Regions from separate parts of the Mus musculus genome. Here region 1 is linked to region 2. A link is a contact called in public HiChIP or PLAC-seq data. All regions are on one chromosome and are shown on one strand. The core of a region is the stretch at or near the end of the contact, and the rest is flanking DNA. Distances in the headings are between cores, read along the strand shown. Region 1 has its middle 39 kb from the start of Cdh6. Region 2 holds the start of Cdh6 (cadherin 6).

What was found. HiChIP or PLAC-seq counts read pairs in DNA pulled down with a chosen protein or histone mark.
Region 1: a contact with region 2 is called in an H3K4me3 HiChIP or PLAC-seq map of neural progenitor cells, with 3 times the contacts expected there. The contact joins the enhancer-like site here to the promoter of Cdh6 in region 2. A contact is called at or near these places in 3 of 484 Hi-C or Micro-C datasets (embryonic stem cells, nephron progenitors and uterus), 3 of 115 datasets of contacts at active chromatin or transcription factors (embryonic stem cells, neural progenitor cells and stem cell-derived anterior neural progenitor cells) and 2 of 9 other capture datasets (embryonic stem cells and liver).

What each region holds. Positions count from the first base shown.
Region 1 is chr15:13,211,106-13,213,805 of GRCm38.p6, reverse strand. No RefSeq gene overlaps it. Among named protein-coding and RNA genes, the nearest start is that of Cdh6, 39 kb to the right of the region's middle. Within about 2 kb of position 1,290, at least 15 of the 459 cell types and tissues checked have an H3K27ac peak or open chromatin away from gene starts, as enhancers often do. A contact at or near this core is called in neural progenitor cells and stem cell-derived anterior neural progenitor cells, where this site is marked.
Region 2 is chr15:13,172,330-13,175,029 of GRCm38.p6, reverse strand. Cdh6 (cadherin 6) reads left to right here and starts at 1,355. Exons shown (of 12, transcript NM_007666.4): 1 at 1,355-1,516.

The sequences.
Region 1 (2,700 bases), core at 41-2,540, 39 kb before region 2:
TCTTAACAGTACAGATGGAAAAAAAATCTGTACTTAAGATAATAAATTATTCATAGAAAAAGAGGAAGACATTGAATCAGTTTATCTTAACCCAATTAAGTTCTCAGATATGATTAGGATTGGCTTTTATTTAACTCAACACACAAAAGATAATGTACTTCCTTTGTGTCGAGTATGTTACCAGGCAAGTGATAACCAAAGGTAAATGTAGATTTCCTCTTCCTGTCCATCAAAGCCAGATGTACACATAACGTGTGTGAAGAGACTCTGGCTAACTCAAGCATGGCAAGAATGGCTCTGGCAGGCCTCGTCCTTCTCTCCCAATCCCTCTGCCTTGATAAAAACCATTAGATTACATTCCTCAAGCTAGCCACCAAGGTCTATCCCCTTATTCAATTCCTCCTGAGTCTGACCACCAAGGTTCAGCTATCAAAGTATTGAAGTCCAGCAATAAAAAGCCCTCTTGTGGCTCCGCTATTTAATATGCCAAATTAAAATTAAACACCTCATCCTAACATGGGGTTTCCCCTTGTACCTTTATAAACTGTCATTTTCCTATGTGCCACATCTGTCTCTTCTCTATTCAAAGGCAGTCCTTTGTCCTCCAGTACAAACACCCCTCCTCCCTCCCTCTATCCTGTCCTCCTGTTCCTCCTGCCCCTTTCTCTCTCATCCTCTGTCTCCAGTCTTTGTCTCTTATTCCTTGCCCTTTGACCCTCTGAGGCAAATAAATATCCTTTGTACTAAGAACTTGGTCTGGTGGTCCTGAGTCAATACATTTTCTTACAATATACACTGACAACCATAGTATATGTAGCCTGTGATCCCAATAATGTGCCTGCAATTGAAGAACTCTTCCAGTAAAAAGGCTACTGAATCAGAAATAGGATGGACCATTATTTGCTTAAAGAAGCTGAGATTTTTCACACTTTGGATACTTTAATCAAGGAAAATTTGGAACAACTATAACATCTGGAATTTGCTTCCAATTTTAAATAAAAATCTGAAGCAGACACATTGATATTGTTTCCTATAATGTATTAAGGATTCTTTGACCATAAAATAGAGCAGTGTTTAAAACCTTTGGGAAATGGGCAGAAGAATTTTTACATACACACACAACAAAATAAAGCAGTCATTATCATCCTTAGGGGGAGTTAAATGTGAAAATGAATTAAGTTGGGCTACAAATAGAAACCTAAATAGCCTGAGCCAGTATGCCCTTTCCTGTGCTAAGTGTCCTTCTTGGAATCCCGTCCTTTCAAGGATTTGCCCTAGGCTAATTTGTCTGGAGCAAAGTTCACTTAAGATGTTCACAAAAGAACAAAAGATGTGATCACCACCAGGCTGAAGCTTCTGAATACATCCCCTGTGTCCATAAAGTGAAAGGTTTTGGAATGTCTGCTAAGGCAAATTGTAACTTTCACTTCCTGGGGTTTGCATTCAAAAGACAGAAAAAAAGAAAAGAAAAAAAAAACAAAGGAAGGTGAGCCACAGAGACTCCGAAATAAGGCAGTAACTCAACTTAAAAACTAGCAGGAAAGCATGCCATCCAGTCACCAAGGATTCCGAGACAGACAGTTCCTCATTACCCATGCCTGTCTGCCATTCTCAGCTTGTGAACGGCCCCTTTCTTCTGCTTCTGTCTTTATAGAATTAGCAGGCAGAACTTCTGCAAATGTAAGCACTTAAACAAGAATGATCAGGGTGTTGGCTACCCAGTCATGGAAATTCATAGCAACATCTCTGAACCAAGGTTAAGGAAACACATTGCTTTTAAGAGGGTTTGACTCTTGTTTTCTAGTCTTGCAAAGTCATTACTCATCCCAGGCAGCACTTGGAAGTTTAGCCTGATTTTTTTTAATGAAATAATTTGATAAGCATCATTAAGACCAAAAAATTTAATACAATCCAATCAAATAATTCTACAGATAGCTATTAATGTCAAAACATTGCTAAATAGTTTAATACTATTGGAGGGGGAAACACAAGGAACATACATTAATCTCCTAAACTCTTATTGAATTTTTTTGAAGTAATACACAATTATTGTATTTTGAAGAAATACGTAATATTTATCCCCAAACCTATTGTTTCCTCTACACATAACTAATCAATAATCATTTCCTTTGAACTAGATTTTGTGTTTTTTACAAAATTCACAGTTCATTTTAGTAGTACTACCATAGCTATATTTCACTATTGAGTTCTAGTAAAAAAAAAAAAAAAAAAAAAAAAACATTAAAGCATTACAGCCCTCAATATACTTAGGCTTTTAGACTTTTACAGACCTAAGTACCCACAGAAGCCAACAAAGCCAAAAGTTAAAATCCCTCACTTTAATAACCCATTGTTCAGTTGGGAAAACAAGCATGACTATTCAATATGAAAAATAGAACACTGGAATAAAATAATTGCATCATATCATGGTCAGGACATTTTTAGTAGATTCCTTAAAGAACTATTTTGACATTCCAAAGTCCAGCCTGGTTCTTCCTAAATTGGATGCACCCTCCCCTTTCCTGACTCTAGGTCAACTTGGTTCATATGCTCTCTGGGTGACATATTAGGTGATTCAATTCAACTCTGGCTCTACCACCTGAGTTCTCTTGTTATACTGTTATGGCCTTACAGCACAAAGACAAAGACCTTTGTAGGTTAATGATCTTAGACCACACAAATACTGACCCTACAGGAATT
Region 2 (2,700 bases), core at 106-2,605:
GCATCTATCTCCTCATCCCAAGGATGGCTTTTCAAATCTTGCCAGCATCCATGTGCAGAACATCTGGACTAAGACCGTTCCACATACAATTCTTTGAAGCACCGGCTGCCTGGAAGAAATACTTTGATTTGGGCTTCATTAAAATGCCTCAACTTCTATTAGGGACACAAAAGATTTTTTTTTCTAGTAAGAGCTCTCTTGGGAAGAAGACCGACCTCTAGCTAGTTAGATCACTCAGAAGCCAAGTGGCTGGAATGTCACTAAAGCACCATGCAATGGAAATCTTGCTGCGAGCTTGTAACATGCAGAAACAGCTGGCTTGGGTCTGTGGCTGACCCGGGGTGAAACCATTGTGGTAATTAGATTTAATTTTCTTAATCCAATAGTGCTTGACTGCAACGTGTCTGCATCTCCTAGGCAGAAAAGGCATGATTCTCCTTTAACAATGCTTTGACGTGTTTAAGACTTCTGCAGCTTAGTCCCTTCAGAGAAGTCACTTCTTCTCGAGTATAAGGACACCCATCCAGACAGCTATGTGTATCAAGGAGTTTCACATAGACGTTATCTTGCTTCAGTAACTTCCCAGAAAGATCTCAACACAACAAATACGTCTTAAATATCAATATATATCCTATTCTGCTAGTTCAGTGTGCCCTGCTATCTGCTCATTTAGAAAGATGGATCAGCCACGAAGACATTGATGAGCCCGGGGCGTTTGGATTTGAACCGCTTCTACACTCTCGGGGGCATATGACTTCATGCTACAGCTCTCTGGGGTTACCCACTCTGCAACAGCGCCAGAGCTCCAGAAGCTACAAGGGGGGAAAAAGTGTTCTTGAGATGAGAGAAGCAAAGACTGACATTCATGAATCTGTCTGCTCGCGTCTGTTTATGTTATACAGAACAGCCGTCGGTATTGTTACCTCAGAAGACCGGGGTTATTTTATTCGAGTGCAGGTCGTGCGTACTGTCTCCCCCCCAAACTGGCTCACAGCGCCACGCCGTACCATGTCGTGTCCCCGGGAATCTTAATTGCCTGGGCTATTAGAAAAGAACATCCGACCGCTGCTGGTAATTGAACACGGTGCATTTTGATAGCTTAAAAAGAAAGATCAGATAGAGTCACACAAGTTCTCAGTATGTCTTAAGCCGTCCCCCCTAAAAAATATATAAGAAAAAAGAGGAAGGGAAAGCCTGGGGCAGCGGGAGTGTTCCAGAGAGCGAACTGCTCCGGACTTCAAACACTGGGAGTCATTCTGTCAAGGGGAGGGGGCGGGCGGGGGCAGGCACTGGGCCTCTGTAACAAAGTCCTCCTCTCTTTGCTCCCTCCCACTTCATTCACTTGCAAATCAGTGTGTGCCCACAAGAGCCAGCTCTCTGGAGCCGTAACCTTCCCATCCCGAGAGCTGCAGTTCCAGCCACAGCAGCAAGAAGCACAGAGCAGAAGACCGTGGTGGAGGCAGGAGCATCCTGGGCGAGTGGCAGGGTGTCCCCAGGAGCCGGAAGGCAAACCGAGGTGGGTTCGGTCTCTGTTGCCAATGCGGGAGCTTGTGCGTGCGTTTCTTTTCTCCCTTGCCTTCTCTTTCTTCTTTATACATAGCTATTATTTTAATTCCGTAGCGTTGATGGAAGCCAATCAGAGAAAGAGAGCGGTCCTCTGCGCCGGGTGTTGCGGTGCACGGAGTTGGGAGGGATGCTCAGCTGGGAGCTGGGGTGCGGGCGGGCTTGCGCGCGAGTCCGGTTGCATTGGTGGCGCTGCTGCCTCTGCCCAGGACCGGCGCCGCTTCCCGGGGAGCCTGGGCGCCGCTCCTCCGCCGCCTGGTAAGACCGAGACGCCTAGGGTTCTGCGGGGGGTGGCAGGGAACAGTGTGGAGGAGAGAAAGCTGCTGCCGAGGTCCACTCCGCGGGGCTGGCGGAGGCGGCTAGTGGAGCCCTAGCTTTGCAAAGTTGGCTGGTCAATTACCAAGGGCGCTAGTGAGTGCCGGAGCGGTGGAGCCGTTTGGGGCTTGATTGATTTCCACCTACCCAACAATACAAGGGTCTGTGTGGTGACTGCTTGGCCTGAGTTATGGGATTTTTTTTTTTTTTTATGGCTTTGAGAGTAACGCAGAAATTAATTCAGGTAGTCGGGAAACTCTGGAATGTTCCCAATAAGGCAAACTTACAGAGATGGTTTGGCCGAGAGAACGAGCTTAAAGAAAACTGTTAGCTCGCATGTTCCTAGCAATGCCTTCAGGCTTTCATAGAGCAGAAATGCTTAGGTTGCAAGGCAAGTCCGACACTGGACTTCGAAAATGGAGCACACTGTCCAGGGAAAAGTCATGTGGAAGACGCCGCTCGCTGGTGCTCTTCCAAGGCTACACACACACACACACACACACACACACACACACACACATCTGAGGGAGAATGCCTTCCTTAGACTGGAGAGCAGGAGGTCTGGTGCGTCTGATGTGAGGTGTCAGATGCAAGAGTGAAGTCCCCAAGGCGTTCATGTGGAATTTAATGAAGGCGGGTCGTTGCGGAGTCCTATAATGCCGCAGAGCTGGGGTCACTTCCTCCTCCGTAGTTATTCGCCTGCCAAGAGTTACGGTCCATCTCGAGATGGGAGATGCTGGCGAGGTCAATGTGGTACTGAGAAATGTTGTCGCTGCTGCAATAAAATCCATATTTTATGGGAAGTTACGTGAGGGTCTTTGT